6 separate regions of the Mus musculus genome follow, and regions 1, 2, 3, 4 and 5 are each linked to region 6. Evidence: chromatin contacts called from public promoter capture Hi-C data. All regions are on one chromosome and are shown on one strand. Each heading gives the region's core, a stretch centred on a gene start, on an enhancer-like site or on the middle of the called end of the contact. The rest is flanking DNA. Distances are from core to core; before and after follow the strand shown.

Region 1 (3,519 bases), core at 561-3,060, 1.0 Mb after region 6:
GGGTCTATACATGAGACAGGATAGATAATTTCATAGATAATTTCAAATTAACAATCTTTCTTACAAAAATAGCAAGCCGAAGGCATTATTAGCACATATTTCAAAGAAAATTTTGAAAACTACCAGTGTTTCAACACTAAGTAAGTGGTCAACATTGGTACTGTAAACAAATCTCAATCACTTTTTGCTAAACTCTATCAAAAAGTACTCTCGTTATCTTAATTTTCACTTAACAGTTAAAAGACAGGACTTTTCAGAAGTAAAACAGTGATAACTATAGACTTGGGAACATGGTAGACAAAATTGATTACGATAACTTATGCAAACAGTAGAAACGAAAATTTGTAACTTCTTAAAATTCTCTTGTGAGTTCCAATAAAGTTTAAGCACTGGTATCAACACGACTTACAAAATTTTAAGACAAAGCAACAAACAGCTAAACGAGTTCTGAAGACTATGCACCCGCTAGGTAGAAGCAAGTTCTCACAGCTGAAAGTTCTCCATTACTGCAAAGTACCTTACCTACCTTGCTTGAATAGTTGGAGGCACTTGGAATGTTTACTTCTCAATTGGGCGAGGGGAAAGCCAAACTTACCTAAATGACTTGTCAAAGAAGAACACTGAAAGCTTTAACAAAATGTTAAAGACTCATTTTCAATTCCTCCCAACCGACCCTACCTTAGGAAGGACAGACAACAGCTCACCTGGGGAGTGGACTCCGACTCAGAGACCTCTTGCTCAGGAAAGGGCTGCTTGATCGCCTTCGGCCATAGGGGCTGGGTGATCTCCCGCTGTAAGAGCCGCTCCTTTCATAGCTGGAGGACCGTCTCCGGCTATAGGGACTCACAGACCTCTGTCGTCGGCTGTAAGGACTGGGTGACCGAGTGCTGGACTGGTAAGCAGAAGGCTCTTTGTAAGGTGGGCTGATTGACTGCCTTCTTGAGGTACTTCCAGGACTCTTCTTGTAGGAGTCATAGTTGCTAGAAGTGTGAGACCTTGGGGGGCTAAGATCGTAGTCTTGGCCATAAGAAGCTCCGGAAGGGCTGTCATCTTGCTTGGAACTGTCAGACCATTTCCTATGGGGACTCCTGGATCTCCGTTTAGGGCTAGCCACGGTTTTGTAACTTTTGGGTGTTTCCCTTTTCCGATGACTTTTACTCCGGTCCTTGTATCCAGACTTTAACTCTCGCTCTTTGCGGGTCTTCTCCTTGTGCATTTTGGACGACCTGGATTCCTTGCTGCCGCTTTTGGATAGCTGGGCCTTCCCATAATCATCACTCCCCTCCACGGACCGTTTGGAACTGCCCGATACCCGGTCCTTCATAGATCCAGATTTGGAGACTTCCTGATTTTTTTCCTTTTCCGTCTGTTTAGTTTTTAGCAAGTCTCGGGACCGCCGGTGCTGGTGGTGACGATGTCGGTGCAGGCGATCGCTCCGATCCGTTCCCCGACGTTCCTCGTTCTCCCTCCGGTCTGATTTGAAGGCCGTGTCATCGGAGAAGGTGTCTGAATCAGAGCTGATGTCATCGTACTCCACCAGTGGTTTGATTATGGTACCCAAAGATGCCGCTTCGGGGGTCACCAGCCCCACGTCTTTGGAGTGCTTGGACTTATGCCGCTTGTGCTTCGACACCAAGCGGTGACGCTCCCTGCTGTTGGAGCTGCCACCTCCCGATGACGGCTGCGAAGTTCCAGAAGCTCCTCCGCTCCCGTCCTTCTTGCCCCCATGTCTCTCGGAATTGGGCATTCCCTTTCCCCGGGCCTGAAGCAGGGGAAAAAGTTCCCCGGCGCTCCAAAAAGCCCCACCCTCCCCCCCAGCCCCGACTCCACGCCCCCCGAAGAGCCCCTAGACGGGGGTGGGGAGGGCAGGGACCGCAGGCGAGGCTCCTCCTCCCTCTCGCCGCCTCAGCGCCCTCCTACATGAGGTGGGGGGTGAAGGAGAGAGGGAAGAAACCAAGAGTTCCTCGGCACGGGAGGAGCGCGACGCCGGGAGCTGCTCGAGTCCGCCCCTCACGGCCGCCCACCCCCGCCGAGCCGATATTCGGGCCCGCGAGCCCTGGCGCTCAAGGAAGTAGGAAGGCGTCCGCCGGAGCCTGTGGGGCCGACGGCGGCTCTGGAGCCCCGGGAGGACTACGCAGGCCCTTCCCCTACCCGGTCGCCCGGCTCGGGGCGGCTGGCTTCCTGTCGCCAGGCCTCCGCGGCCTAGGTTGCCTCAGCTCCCCCCCTTTGTCCCTCGTGCCTGAGGGAGCCCCCTTCGCTAGCCTCCGCCTCACACCGACACCTCACAGCCACATCTCACTCCCTCGCCCAGACTCACTCACACACTAGATTAAACCGAAACGGCACTAGAGGGGGAGGGGGAGGGGCGAATGCCGCAAGTATCGCGAGACTCCGCTGGACTCCCGCGATACTTGGCGCTTCCCTTTTCACCTCGACACATTCCTTCACCAGAAAACGCGAGAACGGGACCCAAGCCGCAAACGCAGCCCGTTAGATTCTCGCGATACTTTTCCAACTCCCCCTTTTGGGGGGCTTTATAGGAGCGGAAGTTGCGGAGATTACCTTTAAAATTTAAACCTAAATGGTAATTCTTTGATTAAATATCCCCAGGTTCCGGTGGGGATGGGTCTTAGCACAGCTTGTAAGAAGTCTTTTGATTTAATAGGGTTTAAAAAAAAAAAAAAAAACAAGGGACAAGTGAACATTGGGGACATTACAGCGCAAGTTTGAATATTGGGGATTCTGGTAGGGCTTGGGTTTCTGAGACAGGGTTTCTCTGAGTAGCCTTGGCTGTCCTGGAACTCACTCTGTAGACCAGGCTGGCCTCGAACTCAGAAATCCGCCTGCCTCTGCCTCCGGAGTGCTGCGATTAAGGGCATGGAGCACGCACCACCACCGCCCTGCTTTAAGTCTGAATGTGCAAACAACGCTTGGTACTGCGGAATTTGCTGAGTTTAGGCGTTTTGCATTCATTTTCTCTGCCCTCACACCCATGGGACACTGTCCTCATTGCGAATTTACAGGCAAGGACTCCCGGATTCAGGGGGGCTAGTCAGTAGAAAGGTTAGAGTGCCAAAGTTGGGGGAAATGTCAGGATGTCTTACAGCACGTTCTTAGTAACCCAGGCTGGACTCCCAGTTGTGGCTATTCAGCCTCAGCCGTTTCTCGACTGCTGGGATGTTTTACCATAACAAACGTCCAGTTTCTACAAACAGAGAAGACAATGAGACTCGGGGAAAAAAACGTGTCTAAGCCTATGTGCACTACCTTCAGGAAGTGCCAGTTGTAACGTCTCCTGGAAGTATTTTTCTTTTTATTTCTTTTTTTTTTTTTTGGCTTTTCGAGACGGTTTCTGTGTACCACTACCGCCAGGCTCTGGAAGTATTTCTTTTATACTACATTTTAGGGTGGATAAGATTCTAAGCTGGTCGTTGCCACACGCCTTTAATCCCAGCACTTGAGAGGCAAGGTAGGCAGAGGTAGGCGGATTTCTGAGTTCAAGGCCAGCCTGGTCTACAA
Region 2 (3,528 bases), core at 274-2,773, 1.0 Mb before region 6:
CTTTCTTGGAGTGGTCGAGGACCTTGATGGATGAGGGGGTGGCAGCCTGGTAGTCTCAGCCCAAGAAGCTAGACCGGCTCTACCTGGCTCCCTGGGGGTGTGTGTGTGTGGGGTGGGGCGGCGGCAGCGGTGTTTGTGAGTGTGGGGGGCATCCTGTTTGCTTTGGTGGCTTGGCAGCGCCTGGGCTATTGGGGAAACCTCTCCCAGCTGCCGATGGGGGCTGTCTAGACCTGTCTGGGAGGAGGAACCCATTGGCAGTCTGAAACAAGACCTCATTCCGCCCAGCAGGCCTCCCAGGACCCTGGGACTGAGGGCTGGGCTTAGGATAGTGGGTGGGGCTAGGTGGAGCTAGGGGGTGGGGCCTGTGGCCCACCCTGGGGAATCATGCTGTGGTCTTTGTCTTGGGGAACCTGGCATGAATGGGGTGGGGTAAGAGTGTTAAGCGATATCTTTTTTTGCTTCCCTCTGGTTGGGACCTGAGCTGTTCTATCCTCTTAGGTCTATCAGGATACAGAAAAGGGTAAGGAACGTGAAAGGAAACAACTCATTCATGGTCCCTACAGACTCCCTTTCATAAGGGAGTCTCCTATGCATAGCTCTGTTTTCCCTGGAACTTTAGCTGAGCTCGTGTCTGCCCACCTGGTCCTGGAAGCTGTACTGTAGGAAGGAAGTAGAGAAAAATCTAAAAGGGAAGTCTGGGCTTCCTAAGGGACTCAGGGATGGGGACAGTTTCAGAAAACTGGCAAGAATGGGCCTTATCCCTGGGTGTTGGGACTGCTCAGAGGGGTGATTCCTGGGTCAGGGGTGATGCAGCTAGTGACGAGCAAAAGGATGTGCTATGCCAGCCCACGGCTTGAGTGAACTGGGCCTGTTTGGACATCACATTCTTTGCTAAGCTCTGATTTCCTGCCCAGGTTGGCAATTGGAGGCTTGAGGTAGTTTCTGTGTTGTGTGGTGGGCCTGGCGGGTATAGACCTAGTTCTCAAGTCAGGATGTGTACTTGGTCTTTCTGATTTCCCCAATCCCCAGATCCAGGCTTTTCACACGCGGGTAGTGGCACGATGGGAAGGAAAGACACCTCAGGTGTGTGGGGTGCCTAACTCCCTACCTCATTTCCCATCAAACTGGGGTGGCAGCTGCCTGGGAGGGCTGGGTAGAGGTGATGTCGCCAGCTCTTCTTGTCCGTATTAGGTCATGGGAAAGCGTAGCTGGAGGGCCTGCCTGAATCACAGGTGACAGGCTTGAGACCAGAGACAGACAGACCGACACACGCACATGCACACACACACACACACACACACACACACACACACACACACACACGACCATGATACCCAGGACAGGGTTTGGTGAAATGAAGCAGAGCCCAGAGGTGGGAGGGGAGGGGGCCCATAGCCACCTGGGAGCTGGCGGGTGTCCAGGGGTGATGAAAGCCCAGGGGAATGGAAACAGCGGAGAGCCTGTTGTAATCGCTACGCCCACTGGCTGCCCTATAAAGGAAGCAGGCGAGCCCCAGCGCAGCACGCATCTTGGCGCCTCTCTTCCTCCCAAGCCCTCCAGCTCCACATCCGTTGCCCGCTGCCACCATGACCACCACCATCCGCCAGTTTACCTCCTCCAGCTCTATCAAGGGCTCCTCTGGCCTGGGTGGAGGTTCATCTCGGACCTCCTGCCGACTGTCTGGCAGCCTGGGTGCAGGCTCCTGCAGGCTGGGGTCAGCTAGTGGCCTGGGTAGTGCTCTTGGGAGCAACAGTTATTCCAGCTGCTACAGCTTTGGCACTGGCAGTGGTTATGGAGGCAACTTTGGGGGTGTCGATGGGCTGCTGGCTGGAGGGGAGAAGGCCACCATGCAGAACCTCAATGACCGCCTGGCCTCCTACCTGGACAAGGTGCGTGCCCTGGAAGAGGCCAACACTGAGCTGGAGGTGAAGATCCGAGATTGGTACCAGAAGCAGGCCCCGGGGCCAGCCAGAGACTACAGCGCTTATTACCATACCATTGAGGATCTGAAGAACAAGGTAGGATTGCTGGCGGGAGGGGCATAAACCACCCACCTCCTGCCCTCATCAAGGCCTGGAGTCAACTGGGGCTGCCACAGGGTCTCTAGGTTCTAGTTTGACCCATTTCCCTTTGAAGGGGCAACTGGCTGGGCCAGGAACAAGCTGGCATTGTGAGGCTCCTTTGAGTGTCTGTTTCCTCCTGGAGCAGTCTTCGTGTCATTGATGCCTAGACTGTGAGACATCATGGTCTAGGAGGTGGAATCATGATCTAGGTGGAGGGCTGGTTCCGTAGAGTGGAGCTAGATTTGTGAGTGTCCCAGGAAGAAGGGGCTTGGGGGTTGGGTTCTGAGAGTGTGCCCCACAGCAATGCTAAGAGAGGAAGCAGGAGAGGGGTAGGGCAGTGGACTCCTGTGGGAAGGCTCTGGGGACTTTTCTTTTCTGGCTTCCTTGGCATTTCCTTTTGTCCCTAAGGATATTCCAACATTATCTAACTCCTTCCACCTTCCAGCTTGAGGCCTCTTCAGCCCTCAGGCTGAGACTGGCACCAGGAGGGTCGGCATGAGCAGACAGCACTAAGCTTCATCTCATTGGACTCCCTCCCATCAGTCCATCTCTGCCAACAAGGGCAACACTGCGTAGGGAGTGGCTGGCAGGAAAAGGGGTTTTCTCTGAAAGCAGTGAATCCCAGCCTCCAGCCAGGAAGCCTGGCTCAGAACGTGGACCTGGGTTGACCCATGCTAAACTCAATGACCTATTGCTTTGTCATCTCTCCAGATCCTTGTGGCCACCGTGGACAATGCCAGCATCCTGCTCCAGATTGACAATGCTCGTCTGGCAGCCGATGACTTCCGTACCAAGTGAGTCCCAGAGGGTTACAAGCTGAGGGGGATTCTGGGGCAGCTTCCCTTACCCTATGACTTCTCAGAGGACAGGGGAGAGGGCCTGGGAGTTATGAGCTGAGCCGTTAGTTGGATGAGCAAAGACAGCCTCTTCTGAAGGTAGCTGGGGGAGGGGGAAGCAGAGGAGGAGTCAGGAAGCCAGTGGGCATGGGGTCTTGTCTTGTGGTTGTCCCTGGGGTTAGGGTTGCAACTTGCTTCCATCCCACCCTCTGATCCTCTCTCAGTTGTTCTGGCTTTGGCAAAGGGAAGGCAGAGATGACACCAGGACAGAGACCTATGTTGTTAGAGCATCCTGGCCTGAGGTCTCTGGTTTTTCATTGCAGGTTTGAGACAGAGCAGGCTCTGCGCATGAGCGTGGAGGCCGACATCAATGGCCTGCGCCGGGTGCTGGATGAGCTGACCCTGGCCAGAGCCGACCTGGAGATGCAGATTGAGAATCTCAAGGAGGAGCTGGCCTACCTGAAGAAGAACCACGAGGAGGTGAGGAGTCAGGGTCAGCAGGTCAAAGAAGATGAGGAGTGGGTGGCAGAGCCCTGGGGTTACCTGCAGTGGAGGGCGTGGGCGAGAGGGCTTGTTGAGTTTAGTCATCCCATAGGGCTGCCCTTTTTCTTTAGAGTCTTCATTCCTGT
Region 3 (3,975 bases), core at 221-2,720, 1.2 Mb before region 6:
TCCCCCAAATCCGTCAAAGTTTCCTTACATCATTATTTAATCTCCTTTGTCTGTTTCTCCCTGGAGCAGTATCCAGCCCCCCCCCGCCCCACCCCCAAAACACACTGACCCTTCTGCTCTGGGACTTGAAAGAAGGTGTCGGCCCAGGCGTGGTGGCGCACGCCTTTAATCCCAGCACTCGGGAGGCAGAGGCAGGTGGATTTCTGGGTTCGAGGCCAGCCTGGTCTACAAAGTGAGTTCCAGGATAGCCAGGGCTATACAGAGAAACTCTGTCTGGAAAAACAAAAACAAAAACAAAAACAAAAAAAAAAAAAAAAGAAAGAAGGTGTCGGAGTTTAGAGTGTACCATATTTCCTAGTCTTGTGATCTCTTTGGAGCGTAGTTTTAAAATCGCATTACATTTTATTTACTTTTATGTGTGTGGCACTTGTGCCAAGGCGGGAGATCAGAGGACAGAGGACAACCTGTGAGACTTGGCTGTTGTCTCCCTCCATGAGGTATCAGACTCGGGTGGTCACATCTGCACAACTGAGGCACCACACAAGCCCATTAAAAATATTCTTTTAACATGGATCATTTCGATCCCACTTTGAAGACCAGGCTGGCCTCTTAACTCACAGAGATCTGCCTGCCTCTGCCTCCTCGAGTGCCACCACTGCCTGGCTGCTCCAGCACTTTTTAAGAACTGTCTCGAACTGAGACAGTTTAAATACTGACATTCCTCAGCTGTTTAAGTGCTACTACAAAGCTTATTTCATTTAATCTCTCCAACCTAAGATAGATAAAGCTAATGAACCCACTTTACAGAAGAGATACAGGGTGAAAGGTACACTAACTAGCCTAAGGTCATACAAAGATTAAGGGGAGAACCCAAACCCAGGCCTGCTAATTCTAAACAGAAGGGATCAGGGAACACTCCATCTTTTGTAGGGGGGAGAAAATCCCAACCCAGCACAAAGCCTATGAAATGCTTTACAAACATCTTATTACTACGTTGAGGCAAGAATGAATAAGCCTGACGCTGAGTTGGCTGGCTAGTGAAGGCGTCAGTCCTTTCCCATGCCTCCCCCTGACTCACCTGTTGGACAGGTAGGGGGGGAAGGGGAGAATAATGAGTCTTACCTGCTCAGGGCTAGGGTGGGGCAAGTCACGCCCCACCTGATCCATTGGCTTTTTCCTTAGTCTTACTGACAGCCCTCTGTCCAATCATAAAGAAGAAACTTTCTATTTGCCAATAGATGCAGAGTGAGGATGAGACCTCAAGTTGGCGTCCACCCCAGAGTCGAGTGGCAGTCCCTGGGGCCAATGGTGAGCGCATAAACAGAGGCGGCCGTGGTAGAGGTCCCGGCGCGAGGCTCCGCCCCTCGATGGGATAGTCAGGCTGGGCAGCCAGTGAGATAGCCTCAGAGGGTGGGAGTCTCCCTAGGGGGCGGAGCTTCGAGGGGGCGAGAGGTGTGGCTTGGCTGTCAGGTCCCTTTGCCTTTTGTTCGGTTACTGAGTTGCTGCCTTGGCCAGAGTCCGGAGCAGCCGCCGCCCGAGTGCGCCGAGCTCAGTTCGCTGCCCGCGCCGGCTCCCTCCCGGCCAGACCCGACCCCGATTCGGCTCAGCCCGGCTCCACGCTCAGGTACACCCGATCGGGGTACGAATCACTGTGGGAGAGTAGGGACAGCAAGCGGCCGGGAGGCTGGTTCCAGCGGTTTCAGGGCAGGTGAGGGCGGGTGTCAGGGAGCGCATCCTACACCAGCGACAGGGGGCGCGCTGGGGTCCGGGGCGCGGGACCCTTGGGACAAGCAATCTGGGTTGGAGCGCCCCTCCAGGCTCGGTGAACCGCAGGTCTGAGAAGGGTGGGGAGGAACTAGGGCAGGTGCCTCGGAGTTCGCGCCTCCCCCAGGGCCCCAGAGCTCGCCTAACACGGCGTCCCTGACTCTCCCCTGGAGCTGACCGAGCAGACTTTGACCCGCTCCGCCTGGTCCCGGAGCTCACGGTGACAGGAATTTACCGTTTGGGAAACTTGCTGCCTAGTCTCTTTGGGGCCACCCTCACCGCACCCCACGCGTCATCCTCGCTTTCTCTCCCTCCCTCCCTACTCCCCCAGGCCTGGGTGGGGCCCTATTGTCTGCGCCCAGCTTTCCAAACTGTGGGGGCCGAGTGCACATTTTCCCAGGGACGCAATTCCCACCTGCTGAGCAGAGCAGGTGAGCGCTTGGAAGACGGAGGCCCTGCCCTGCAGCTCCGAGCTGGACCTGTGGCGCCTCCCTCCGCTCTAGTGTACGCCGGTCAATGCCTTCTCCTACGGAGGTGGGATAGGGTGACTGGGGAACTGGTGAAGGGTCTGGGCTGAGTGCCCTACCGATGTCTGACACTGGTGGCTTGGCCTGGAGTCTGGGCCGGTAGAGAAAATTTAAGAAGCACTCGCCCAGTTTTTAGTAGCTGTGGTTTCCAGAGTGTTGATAGGGAAACAGCAATATCTTTTGATTTCTGCAACCCATTCTTGTTGAGAAATCACTCCAAACAAACTTTCCAGGAGAAAGTAACCATGGGAGCCTTTTCTAGGATTTTTCTAGTCTCCTTGTTGAGAGCTGATTCTAGGCTTGGTGGTACTTCTTGGAGGAAAACCCCTTCCCCCAGTCAGCTCCAAGCTGAACGTAGCCAGTGTGTGCGCTTTGACCCTGTTCTCCCTGCCCCCAACTCCATCCTGTTTGCCAGGCCCCTAAGGCCTGAGGTAGGGACCAATGGGGGTGGGGTGGGGGCGTTGCTGAAAGGGGAAGTGTCTTCTTCCTTCCCCCTCCTCCGGAGACCATCACACCCCCTTATATGAGGCCTGCTAAGTATCTGTCCTCCCAAGCTCTGCCCCTTCCCCAGGAATGGGGTTGGGACAGGGCTGGGCCAAGCTAGGAAGATGAGGAAGAGTGATTAGTCTTTCCCTAACTCCCCCATTCCATCCCCGATTTTATTTAGCTGGCTGACAATTGAGGCAGGATAGCATAGGGCAGGAATGTTGCTGGCCGGTCCGCTGGGTTTCTAGATTATGAAGGTGCATTCTTTCTAGAGGACTCGCCAGAAGTCCCTCCTCCACCCACTCTTTTCCTGAGTGTTTGGCGGGGAAAGTGGGACAGGAGGAAGTCTTTGCTGTAGAAGGTTTCTTCCCTGCCAGGCACCCTGAGGCTGCACAGTGTGATCCGCGCCCTCCCCTTGCCTTCCGTGTGCTGAGAGCGCTTCTCTGGCTGGAATTGTGAACTTCTACTCGCCCTTGCTGCACTGGTTATACAAATCCGAAGAGTGGCCTTTTCATAGGCATTTGGAGGCCCCTCCCCATCAGCCTTCTTGTGGGGGACCGAGCAGGAATGCCAGCGCTAGCCTGGAGCAGAGGGAAGGTGGGGTGAGGGTCATGAGTGCTGCTTGCTGTGACTCACCTGGAGGCCGCTGGTGGTGCTTCGTTGGAGAGTGGGAATGGCAGACAGACTCTCCCCTTGAGTAACCCCCTTAGGTCCTGTTGAGGGGGTAACATAAGTGTGACCACCTCCAGGAAGCACGGGGGGGGGGGGGGATATGAAGATTAGGCTCATGCTACCTGTCTCCCCTCCTCTCCATGCCAAGGTGGAGGAGGGGAAGGCATTGTAATTACATGAGCTAAATGATTAGTTTAGCTAATTTGATTGGTTCATGGCTGTGATGAAAAGACAGTATTGAGGAAGTGTGGCCAGGAGCTGCCCGGCCCAAGCTGGCTTCTGACCGGACAGGAGGGAGGAGAAGCCAAGGTAGGATCCGATTAGTCATTTCTTGCCAGATCAAGTCTGGGCTTGGGTGACAGGAGCCTCCCCCGCACCCAAGCTCCACCCTATTCCCTCTGGAGCCGCCGGGCCGCCGTCTGGCCTGCTAAGGTCGGACTTGGAGAATGCAGCCTGTGGGAACGGAAGGTCAGGCGGAGCCTGATTAATTTCCTTCCTGGGGGCCCACAGGCCATGGCCCAGGAGA
Region 4 (3,597 bases), core at 861-3,360, 1.2 Mb before region 6:
TTTTTTTTTTAATTTATTTATTTATTATATGTAAGTACACTGTAGCTGTCTTCAGACACACCAGAAGAGGGAGTCAGCTTTCATTACGGATGGTTGTGAGCCACCATGTGGTTGCTGGGATTTGAACTCAGGACCTTTGGAAGAGCAGTTGGGTGCTCTTACCTGCTGAGCCATCTCACCAGCCCCCTTTTCTTTTTTTTTAAGGCAGGGTCTCACCTATGTAGCCCTGGAACTCCCCATGTAGACCAGGCTGGCCTAGAACTCCCAGAGATCTGCCAGCCTCTGCCTCCCAAGTACCGGGATTAAAGACGGACAGAAACATCCTGGCCTTGTTTGGCAGTTCCTGATAGAAAGGCAGAGGTTGAACGGTTGCCAGAGTACATGGCCCGCTGAGCTTAAGCTATTTAACATCTTGGAGCTGTAGAGATGGGTCTCTTTTCAACAGAACACGAGGTTCCATGCCAAACACCTACATGGTAGCTGACAACAGTCTGCAATGCCTGTCCCAGGGGACCCAATGTCCCCTTATGGCCTCTTCAGGCGCATCATGTATGTGGCCCAGACAGACATACATGCAGGCAAGATATCCATCTATAAAATAAATGAATAAATACAAACTTTAAAAAAAAGATATTTACTATCTTCCTGTTGTTGTTGTTTTGGTTTTTTTGTTTGTTTGTTTGTTTTAGAAATAGATTCTCTATAGCCCAGGCTGCCCTTGAACTACTGATTCTCCTGCCTCAGCCTCTCCAGTTGCTGGGATTACAGGCCTGAGCCACTATGCCTGGATTATAAACTGGTCCTTTCGGAGCCTTATCTAGAGTGTAGGATCAGGTCTGTCCAACTTTTTTTTTTAACGCTGCAATGGCATGCTGTCAACCTACAAAGCTTAGACTTGAGAACAGCTCAAACCAGTTATAAACAAACACAGAGCCTCAGTGATGGGAGACACGGCTCAGCTTCCCCCCCCCCCTCCGGTGTACCTAAAGTAGGAGCTGCAGCTACAGAGGATGTTCTTGTGGGCATTGAACTCGAAGCCATTGACTTTGATGACCACGTCGCAGAGCTTGCCCTCAAGCCGGAGCTCGTTGAAGATCTCACAGGTCATTGCACTCATCTTTCTTTCCATGTGAGGCTGGTGGAACCGGGTGGAGGCAGCGGTGCTCTCCATCTCCATGGCTCCTTGGGACCAGGGGAGAGAGGCTGCTCTCCTGGGGTGTTGGGGAGGGTTATGGGGGGCCCCTTTAGCCAGCTGTCGCTCCTTTTCCCTACTACATCTTTCATATAGGGACCATCAGGCAGCCCAAGTTCCAGAATCCTGGGCAGTGAGATCACTCAGGATTGTGCTCTCAGGTTCTGGAACCCCCTTCTTGCCCCTTCTTTTCCTCCCCCTCCCCCCAGAACATACAGGTAGACCACCCCACATCTCTTTCCTCGACCTCAGACCTAGGGCAGAACTGTGACCACCAACACAATTGAGCCTTTACTGAGTCTGCTGCTTGTTGCATCTTCAGGTTGGGTCCCCACCTCCCTGCAGCATCCTTCCAAAGCTCTCTCTGGGCTCCCCATGGGTGCAGAGGCAGAAGCAGAGCTGATCAAATATCATGCTGGCCAGGGTCTTCCAGCCCCTGAGATGCCTTACTGCCTTACTTTGCTTGTGGTGCTGATGAAGAGCCAGTTAGGGAAGTGTCTCCTGGATACACCCCCTGTCCAAAATGCACTTGAATACCTAGTGGGTTGTTCTTTGCAATGCAGGGGATGAAATTCAGGGCCTCATACCTGCAGGCAAGAACTCTCTCACTAAGCAGTGACCCCCAACCCCAGTAAAGATTGCATTTGTGTTCCAGAAAGAGTGAGTGACAGGCGCCCATACACACCAAAGCCTCATGACAGCCAGCCCACATACAGGACCCCAGCGTCTTGGTACTCCCCCCCCTCGCCCCCCAACGTTCCCCCACCCCCACACACAGTAGACCATCTTCCCCCACACACCCCCGCACTCCCCACTCTTGCTTCTCCTGCCAGTATCCGGAGCCAGCCTGGAAACGGCCTGCAGCTCCTAGACCGACGCGACTAGTGCGAGGCGACGCCTGCGCAGTGTGGCTGTAAGGCGGGCGCTGTCTTCGGGGCCGCCCACCAGGCCAGCGGCGTGATGGCGGAGGAGGTGAGGCCACGGGCGGGGACGGTCCCGCGTGGCGGGATCGCGGGTGCGGAGAGACCCAGCTGTCCTGATGCCCATCGCGGCTCTCGGGTCAGCGGGTCTCTTGGGTCTCACGACAGGTAAGCAGCCTGATGAAGGCCACGGTCCTGATGCGGCAGCCCGGACGGGTGCAGGAAATTGTGGGCGCCCTTCGCAGGGGCGGAGGAGACCGCCTGCAGGTACCGGGGCTTGGGGTAGGGCGGGAGGGTGCCTGCCCTGCGGCCTTCCCGCCAACTGGGGTTCGCGCTCTGCGAGCCTGCGCCCTAGGGTGGTCATGGACAAACAGATTGGTTCACCTCGGGAAAGAGCCTACCTCCCCCAGTAGCCAACTTTCAGAGTAGTCAGATGTGACCCTTTTCCTGCCGCTTGGTTTTAGAAAGCAAGTGGGTGGAGGCCCCCCTCCCTCCCCCAGTCGAAGATAAGGGAGATCCACAAAGGTCGGAAGGCACCTTAAGAAAGAACCAGTGTATAAAGATGCCACAGAAAGTCACCCCCACATTTGGGGGACTTTGTTTTCTTCAGGGTTAACTCGTGTCCTGACACAGGATGTCACTTTTTTCCTTCTTTCTTCTGTCTCTCCCTAACCTTGCAAAGGCTTTGCTGCAGCTTGGTTAGACTTCCTCCGCTACCCCAGGCTGAGGCAAGGGCCAGGATAGACCAGTACCTAGTCAACCTAGTCAACCTAGTCAGTCAACCTAGTCAACCTAGTCAGTCAACCTAGTCAACCACCATCATCCGCCCTTTGTCTCTTAGGTGATTTCCGATTTTGACATGACCCTGAGCAGATTTGCTTACAATGGACAGCGATGCCCTTCTTCCCACAGTAAGTCACATTTTAGCTTTCCTTGTAGGGCTCAAGATGACAACTGCTATGGAGCAAATAAAGGGAGTCTTGTGTGTGTGTGTGTTTTCTTTTTTCAGATATTCTGGATAACAGCAAAATTATCAGTGAGGATTGTCGCAAAGAGGTGGGTCATTCCCTTCTTTGCTCAAACATGGCTGTGGTATGCTTCTGGGGTTGAACCACAGCGTCCAGGACTGAAATCTTAAGAAACTCCGTTCCTTAAACACAGTGTGGGGAGACCTGTAATCCCAGAGGCTGAGACAGGAGGATCCCAAGTTCAGAGGCTGCCTGGATTCCAGAAAGAGTTCAAGGTCACTTAGGCAAGGAAAAGGAAGCTGCATGGGTGTTGGTGGCGCACACCTTTAATCCCAGCACTCAGAAGGCAGAGGCAGCAGATCTCTGTGAGTTCGAGGCCAACCTGCTCTACATATTAAGTCTCAGCCAGACAAGGATAGATAGGAAGACCTTATCTCAAAAACAGAGGGAGTCTGGGTCAGAGGAAGCTTATCAACCATTCGAGACACTCTGGATTTGCTCCTTAGTTTCACTTGGT
Region 5 (3,634 bases), core at 645-3,144, 1.2 Mb before region 6:
TGGGCCACCATGCCCAACTTGTTTTTTTTTTGAGACAGGGTTTCTCCATGTAGCCCTGGCTGTCCCAAAACTCACTAGACTAGCCTGTTCTGAAATTCAAAGATCCTCCATTTCATTCTGTGTTCTTCCAAGGTCGGCAACATCCATTTTTAGGAAATCAGACATAAGTAATTCCTCACCTTCACCCACCTAGCTGAGACTCGGTCTTCTTTTGAGACAGCTCAGGTTGTCTTCCCACAAATGATTCTGCCTTAGCGTCCCAACGGCTGGAGTTACAGGTGTGTGCTACTTTTACCAGCCTAAGACTCAAAGTCTTATGCTTTACTACCTTTTGAAAATAATTTTCTCAGCCCGGTGGAACTTGGGAGGCAGAGGCAGGTGAACTCTGTGAGTTCAAGGCCAGACTGGTCTACAGAGTGAGTTCCAGGACAGTCACCCCTACCTAGCTGAAACCCTGCCTATAAACAAACAGACAAACAAACAAATATTCTGTTTTATGGGCAAAAAATATGGCTAATTGCACCTAACACCAACCAAGTCTAATTAATGACTCAAGTTCGAGTTCTATCCTCTAACGTAGTGATGTTCATTAAATTGTGCTTTGTACTCCACACGAATACCCTACCATAAAAATAAATAAATGTAATTTTTAGGGCTATTTACTTATTGGTGCTGGGGTGACTAAACTGCCCTGGTTTCTTTTTTTTTGTTTTTGTTTTTCGAGACAGGGTTTCTCTGTGTAGCCCTGGCTGTCCTGGAACTCACTCTGTAGACCAGGCTGGCCTCGAACTCAGAAATCTGCCTGCCTCTGCCTCCCGAGTGCTGGGATTAAAGAAGTGCGCCACCACGCCAGGCTTGCCCTGGTTTCTTACATAGCTCATGTTAAATTGGGTGTGCTCGCCGGGCAATGGTGGCGCATGCCTTTAATCCCAGCACTTGGGAGGCAGAGGCAGGTGGATTTCTGAGTTCGAGGCCAGCCTGGTCTACAAAGTGAGTTCCAGGACAGCCATAGCTACACAGAGAAACCCTGTCTCAAAAAACAAAACAAAAAACAAACAAACAAAACAAAACAAAATTGGGTGTGCTCAGGAACATTTTAGTAATCCCAAAATCCAGGAGAAGAATCAGGAGTTCAAAGTCATCCTTAACTACACAGCAAGTGTGTGGCCACCTTGGGCTACATGAGAGACACCTGCAAAAATAAATAACTTTAACGAAGTTATTTTTCTTTATACTGCCCCCCTCCTGGATTGGAAAGATAGTTTAGCAGTTAGGAGTACTCTCTCAGAGAATCAGTTTGATTGTTGGCTCCCAACACCCTTATCAGGGGGGTTTTAACCGCCTTTAACTCCAGCTACTGGGAATCTAACACCTACCTGTCCTCTGTAGGACCTGTGCACAGACACTTTGATAAGAATAAAATTTAAAAATTACTTTCTCTCCAAAGTCAATCGTTTTGTGTTTTAAGACGGGGTTTCTCTGTGTATTCCTGGCTGTCCTTTCTGAGACTAGGTCCTCGAACTCAGGGAGATCAGCCTGCCTCTGCCTCCCAAGTGCTGGGATTGGCACAGGCCAGCAGAGGCAGGGGTAAGGTGGATCTCTGTGAGTTCCAGGCTATCATGGTCTACAAAGTTAAAAAACAAACAAACAAACAAAAAATGTGTGTGCGTGTGATGGCGAGGATACACTCCAAAGCAACATAAAGTAGAAGAAAATTCAACAAAACAAGCACAGGGGGCCACCATAATGGAGGGGCGAGAAAAGGTAGACCTGAGTTTTTTTCTGGCTCCGAGAACTGCGCTTGCCTCGCTAGAGGGCGTAAGCACGGCAGAAGTGCGCAGGCGCGGCTCCGCCCCGCGCGCACTATTTAATCCCAGAATGCCTCTGTGTCGCATCAGACTTGCCGCACCGTTCGGAAGCTGAGGGGGCCGGTACGGCGGCGTCAAGATGGCGGCGGCTGTGGCGGCGGCAGCTGCCGCTGCGGCCGCGGCTGCATCTTTTCAAGTGCTGGAGATGGAGAGCATGGAGACTGCCGTCGCCGGTTCCGCGAGCCTGGCCGCTGAGGTCCGAGGCAGTGGCACGGTAGACTTCGTGACCGGGGCCGGCATCTCTACCCTCGTCGACACGGGCGGGAGCGATCCGGGCCCAGAGGCCGAGGACTTCGAGTGCAGCACTCACTGCTCCGAGTTGTCCTGGCGGCAGAACGAGCAGCGGCGTCAAGGCCTGTTCTGCGACATCACCCTGTGCTTCGGCGGGGCCGGAGGTCGCGAGTTCCGTGCCCACCGCTCGGTGCTGGCCGCTGCCACCGAGTACTTCACGCCCTTACTCTCGGGTCAGTTTTCGGAATCGCGCTCGGGCCGGGTGGAGATGCGCAAGTGGAGCTCAGAGCCCGGACCCGAACCTGACACGGTGGAAGCCGTTATCGAGTACATGTACACCGGCCGCATCCGAGTGAGCACCGGCAGCGTGCACGAGGTGCTGGAGCTGGCCGACAGGTGAGACGACCGTGGGCGAGCGAGGGCTGGGTTGGGGGGTGGGGGGCAGTGTCTGTGGTGCCAGCTCCCTCATTATGCCCGCGACGGGACAGCCACCGCGCCTGGCACTGAGGATGCCCCCTGAGAGTCTAGCTTGTGCGCATTGCACCCCTGAGCGCAGATTTCAGGTGGTAGGGACAAAGGCGATGAAAAACGGTGGGTCGTGTTCGACTCCTGTGATGATGACATTTAAAAAACGGTGAAGGGCTAGCTACGGATCGGAGGAAATGTCATTTAAACCAGCTTCGCAGTGGCAAGAGAAATTGGCCGTACAAAAGGGAATGGGTGCACATTACAGGCTTCCCAAAGGCCTCAGTCAGGGTCCAGGCTGGCTTAGAGAAGAAAGGACGTTAAAAAGAAAATCCAGCGATTCCGGATATGCTGGGTTTAAAGACCAGAGGGTGTGTGTGAGGAATGTTTGGATTTTATTGAGTGTGATGGATGGGAAACTGGGTAGAGAGATTATCTGATTTTAATATTTAAATACGAAATATTTAAATATTTCAAAAGTGAAAAGTGGATTGTGGAAAATGGATTGTGGGGAGCCAGAAAGGACGCCACAGAGGTTGGTTCGGAGGCAGGTGGAGATGCTGGTACTGTTACAAATCCTTTAACACATACCTCTGGAGCGCTAGACACTGACCTCGTTACAGTGCTGGGGGAGGGGGTATATCCAGCAGTGATCAAAACACATGAAAATCCTTTTCCTTATCAAACTCTCTGATGTTTAACAGCGAATATATAGCATGTTGAATAATTATTACAGCTGTGAGGCAGACTGAGGTGTGGGACTGTGCGTCATAGGCCCTAATGGAGAGGAGGTTTTGTTTTTTTATTTCTTTGTTTTGAGACAGGTTCGCACTATGTAATGCTGGTTGTCCTGGAACTCAATCTATAGACCAGGCTGAGAGGAACTATTTTTAAATTGGGCACATAAAGAATGTTCAGAAATCATAGCAAAGGCATATAGGTGGCAAGGTAGTGTGCTTCAGGTAGAGGGAGAAAACAGCGTGGGTTATATAGCTGCATGAAGGAGGCAGGATGAGAGGAGCAAAAGCATCCAAGTGGTGGGGAGGATGGATGGGTCCCTTGGAGCAGTG
Region 6 (3,800 bases), core at 375-2,874:
TTGGTTTCCAAGATAAATTAAGGATTAAGTTTTAAAATCCAGCTAGGTGCTGACAGTACACACCTGCGATCCCAGCTCGTGGAAGGCAGAGGAAAGATTTTGAGTTCCAGACCAGCCTGAACTACGTAGTAAGATCCTACAAACACACACACACACACACACACACACACACACACACGCATCATAACCATAATTATAAAATCCTATAATTCTGGGGAGATATAATAGTAGACAGCATTATTTGAAAAGTGCTGCAGGCCGGGTGTGGTGGCGTACGCCTTTAATCCCAGCACTCGGGAGGCAGAGGCAGGCAGATTTCTGAGTTCGAGGACAGCCTGGTCTACAGAATGAGTTCCAGGACAGCCAGGGCTACACAAAGAAACCCTGTCTCGGAAAACCAAAAAAAAAAGAAAAAAGGAAAGGAAAGAAAAGTGCTGCAGGACCTGTTCGGGACCCTGGATTCAATCCCTAGCGCCTCACAGAAGTAAAAAGAACAAGAAAGAATGCCATGCCGCTGTCCACTTAGAACTCAATCAATTCCCCTTTTTTAAGCCAATTTTGTGCCAGCCCTTTCCCACCACAGCATGCAGACACCGCTGAGTTTCAGAGAACTAACTGCCCAGCTGGGAATGGCACCTTGCAGCATGCATGCGCGTGCACACATGCTCCGGAGCACTGTGCCTGTACCCCCTTTTCCACCATTCCATAGTCCTTGCTAAGACCGGGAAGTAACAAGGCTGGAATTACTGGGCAGAGGAAGAAGCCACTGGATCCCTGCTGTAATTGTGTGGATCCTACATTCACCTTCTCTATGCTCTTTGTGTTAAAAAAAAAACATTTTCAGATCATTCCCTTATGCTATGCATTCATCTGAAAACAAAACAAAACAAACCTCTCCTTTAGTCTTTCCTTACAATACCGGTTCATTTCGATAATTTCACCAGAGTATGAAAATATTGGGCGATGGAAGAACTGGACAGTATTATCACTTATCACTTCTAAAGATACCTCACTTCCTGTTGTCACAACCAGGATAAGGGCCAACAGGTAGTCCCAGCATTCAGCCAGTTTCTCTAGATGCTAACATTGACCTTAGATAACCACAGATGCTCTGTTCATTTTTCCTCCACCGTGACGTGACCCACACTAGCCAAGTGTTCTCTACTTTGTATAATCCGCCAAAGTATTCGTTAATTAGTTTAAAAAAAAAATAGCCCTGGAATGGTCCAGAAAGGTGGCTCCACGCACACTCACTGAACAATTACATGTCTAGCCCTTAGAAATCATTGGTAATTATGAAATTGTCCGGTCCAGATGCCTAAAACTTTGTTTTCAAGACTTTCCAAGATAGCAGATGGCCCAATCCCATATAGAGGGTATCAGATACAGGACCGGCTTGGGAAAGTTCCAGGAGGGCATCACAAAGAAACACTGAACTGTTTAAAGACAAGCGAGGCTGAGCTGAACTGGCCCTCCTGGGAAGGGATGTGAATTGTCACAGGTATGCCAGCTGGAAGGAGTGAGCTGACATCTGAGGACCCTAGGCGCAGAAACCCGCCGCCATCACTCGACCTCTAGAAACATCTGGGAAAACTACAAAACTCCCGTGTTGCTTTTCGCTTAGGCGGAGGCAGGGGAGCCCCGCTGGGCGCCAGCAAGGACCTAAACGCAGCGACCCGGGTCCTCCCCGCCTACATTCTCCATCTTCTCCATTCATACGTCCATCAGCGGAGGACTGAAGACCAGAGCGAAGGGAAAAGCCAGAGTGCATGGTGTGTGGGAACTGCGTCCCACCCTCTCCCGGGAGAGGCTCCGGCGAGCCTTTCCCCTCCGGCGCCCGCCTCACGCGGCGGCGCCCACCGCCTCAGTGAAGCCCCGGGCGCGCAGTCTGCGCAGTTCCTGCCGCCGGGCCGCGAACCAGGGCCCGCAACGCGGCCCAGCCTTCTCCGCCCTCCTCGCCGTGACGAATCGGCGCCCGACTGGGACGGGATCCAAATTGGAAGACTTCTGAGGAAACCCAGGAGCCTGACGAAATTTTTTTTAAAAATCCTTGGCGCCCTAAGCCTCGCCGCGTGCTCACTGGAAGGGCTGTTCGTCTGCCGGGAGCCGGCCGCGGCCGGCAGACAATTCCCGGGAGCGTGTGGAAAGTGCGAGCGCGGAAGCTCCGGCGCGAGGGGCGGGGCGAGCGCGGGACAAAGGGAAGCGAAGCCGGAGCTGCGGGCGCCTGCTCGGCCCGCGGGTGAGTGTTTCCCAGTGGGCCCAACCCGGTCGGGGAAGGGTGGCGAGCGGTGGTGTTTCTGCTTGGCGGGACCCCGAGCTCCCGCGGGGTGCTGGGGTTCGGCCTCGGCTGCGAGGCGGGAGCTAGAGCCGGTGCGGCCTCGGTGAGGCCTAGCGGCGGCGGGGCAACCCCGTCCGGAACAGCTCCTCGGAGGCGCCGGTAGTCCCTTTCCGCGGGACTCCCGACGCCGGTGAGCACCAATGCACAACCCCCTGCAGGGGAGTTTCCAGAAAAGCTCGCCCTCCGCCCGCCACAAAACTCCAGGGAAAGGATCTCCGGAAACCCTCTGGGCAAGGCCAGCGGGGATCCTCACCCACCACGAAGGTGGTCGTCCCCCCCCCCCTTTGTTTATTTTTATTTTTTATTTGGTTCAGGCAGCGACTTAAGGATTCCCGGGGTGGCCTGGAGTGAAGTCTGAGACGGTGTGGGTTGGGTTTAAACCCATCTCTGACAATTCCGGGTCTCTGGCCTTAGACACTTAATCGCCCCGAGACTGTTTTCTTCCTTTGTAAAATGGGGACAGTCATACGCATCGGGTAGGGTCGTTGTGACTAGTGAGTAAGACTGTGTTATAAGCCTGACCAGTAAGGTAATTAATTCAATAAATACAGAGTTGCGTCCCAGGCACAATGGTTAGATCCACTCACTACTAGAGTTTATATGCTTAGCCCGGGAGAGCAATCATTTGTAAGTATTAGCAGTGAAGTGTAAGGTACCAGGGACCCTGTCACAGTTTCTGTCGGGGCTCCCCACAGCAAGGCCTACTGGGTGTTGATGGAAGGAAAAAAAGAGATGAATTGAAAAAACTTAGCTATTTCCACATCAGAAACTCTTACCTTGATGATTTGAGGCACTTCCTTAAAATGAAAACTAGGAGAAAAAAAAGTGTATTCACCATCCTTCTAAAAATAAGTTTTCATCTCTTATGCATTACCATTTGTGGTCTATGTTGAGTAAGGAACAAGCTCAGATATGTCCATGTTTCGAGCTGGCCATACTAGGACCAAATTTATGAAGACTTGAGCTATGTTTGAATAATACAGTAATAAATTAGACCATCCCTCCTCTCTTGCAAGGCAAAACCTAGCACATTCACATGTTGTTGGAGGGAAAGTGCCGCTGGTCTTTGTAAGCCATGTAGGAATACAGAGACGAGATATAATTTATTCTGTCCCGATGATGTATCAAGAAAGTACCTGAGATAATTTCTGAAATGAGCTGTAAAGGAACAACATGTGTCCTGTAAGTAGCCTCAGAAAATTGTTCCCGGCTCTTATGAAACTATTTACCAACAAAAGAGAATGTAAAGTTTGTTATCATACTGACTTACCTTTCACACTGCCTCCAGGAATAAGACATGACTCTGTTTCAATGAAAGATGTTCCCTAAATAAGGCAGAGCTTCTAATCAGGGGTTGTCAGTATCTGGTAGGCCTTGTTGGGGTCACCCGGATAATACATCACATTCTATTGTCATTATTTTTTTTTATCAGTCTAAGTAATCGTTTGCATGGCATCAGCAA

What was found. Promoter capture Hi-C pulls out the DNA fragments that hold promoters and counts their contacts.
Region 1: a promoter capture Hi-C map of pre-B cells shows a contact between it and region 6, with 3 times the contacts expected there. The contact joins the promoter of Cdk12 here to the promoter of Smarce1 in region 6. A contact is called at or near these places in 2 of 39 promoter capture datasets (maxillary cranial neural crest and pre-B cells).
Region 2: a promoter capture Hi-C map of embryonic stem cells shows a contact between it and region 6, with 5 times the contacts expected there. The contact joins the promoter of Krt17 here to the promoter of Smarce1 in region 6. A contact is called at or near these places in 9 of 39 promoter capture datasets (3T3-L1-derived adipocytes, cranial neural crest, embryonic stem cells and 3 more), 8 of 115 datasets of contacts at active chromatin or transcription factors (the NIH/3T3 cell line, acute myeloid leukemia, astrocytes and 3 more) and 1 of 9 other capture datasets (pancreatic islet).
Region 3: a contact with region 6 is called in a promoter capture Hi-C map of hematopoietic stem and progenitor cells, with 4 times the contacts expected there. The contact joins the promoter of Jup here to the promoter of Smarce1 in region 6. A contact is called at or near these places in 11 of 39 promoter capture datasets (the 3T3-L1 cell line, 3T3-L1-derived adipocytes, cranial neural crest and 7 more) and 3 of 115 datasets of contacts at active chromatin or transcription factors (the NIH/3T3 cell line, embryonic forebrain and embryonic stem cells).
Region 4: a contact with region 6 is called in a promoter capture Hi-C map of hippocampal neurons, with 8 times the contacts expected there. The contact joins the promoter of Nt5c3b here to the promoter of Smarce1 in region 6. A contact is called at or near these places in 5 of 39 promoter capture datasets (cranial neural crest, frontonasal cranial neural crest, hippocampal neurons and 2 more) and 2 of 115 datasets of contacts at active chromatin or transcription factors (embryonic stem cells and pancreatic cancer cells).
Region 5: a contact with region 6 is called in a promoter capture Hi-C map of hippocampal neurons, with 8 times the contacts expected there. The contact joins the promoter of Klhl11 here to the promoter of Smarce1 in region 6. A contact is called at or near these places in 14 of 39 promoter capture datasets (the 3T3-L1 cell line, the C10 cell line, cranial neural crest and 10 more) and 4 of 115 datasets of contacts at active chromatin or transcription factors (astrocytes, embryonic forebrain, forebrain and 1 more).

The regions. Positions count from the first base shown.
Region 1 is chr11:98,201,596-98,205,114 of GRCm38.p6, reverse strand. Cdk12 (cyclin-dependent kinase 12) reads right to left here and starts at 1,810. Exons shown (of 14, transcript NM_001109626.1): 1 at 705-1,810. The coding sequence starts at 1,747. It overlaps Gm38963 (a long non-coding RNA gene), which reads left to right and starts at 2,485. Exons shown (of 4, transcript XR_880193.2): 1 at 2,485-2,584.
Region 2 is chr11:100,259,024-100,262,551 of GRCm38.p6, reverse strand. It overlaps Krt17 (keratin 17), which reads left to right and starts at 1,523. Exons shown (of 8, transcript NM_010663.3): 1 at 1,523-2,018; 2 at 2,775-2,857; 3 at 3,223-3,379. The coding sequence starts at 1,587.
Region 3 is chr11:100,395,285-100,399,259 of GRCm38.p6, reverse strand. Jup (junction plakoglobin) reads left to right here and starts at 1,470. Exons shown (of 14, transcript NM_010593.2): 1 at 1,470-1,624. It overlaps Gm12348 (predicted gene 12348), which reads right to left and starts at 1,144. Exons shown (of 4, transcript NR_132425.1): 1 at 1,123-1,144.
Region 4 is chr11:100,439,611-100,443,207 of GRCm38.p6, reverse strand. It overlaps Nt5c3b (5'-nucleotidase, cytosolic IIIB), which reads left to right and starts at 2,110. Exons shown (of 9, transcript NM_001102650.2): 1 at 2,110-2,164; 2 at 2,281-2,379; 3 at 2,954-3,023; 4 at 3,122-3,168. The coding sequence starts at 2,153. It overlaps Klhl10 (kelch-like 10), which reads right to left and starts at 1,284. Exons shown (of 5, transcript NM_025727.3): 1 at 984-1,284. The coding sequence starts at 1,177.
Region 5 is chr11:100,471,042-100,474,675 of GRCm38.p6, reverse strand. It overlaps Klhl11 (kelch-like 11), which reads left to right and starts at 1,894. Exons shown (of 2, transcript NM_172565.2): 1 at 1,894-2,495. The coding sequence starts at 1,948.
Region 6 is chr11:99,228,841-99,232,640 of GRCm38.p6, reverse strand. Smarce1 (SWI/SNF related, matrix associated, actin dependent regulator of chromatin, subfamily e, member 1) reads left to right here and starts at 1,624. Exons shown (of 11, transcript NM_020618.4): 1 at 1,624-2,239.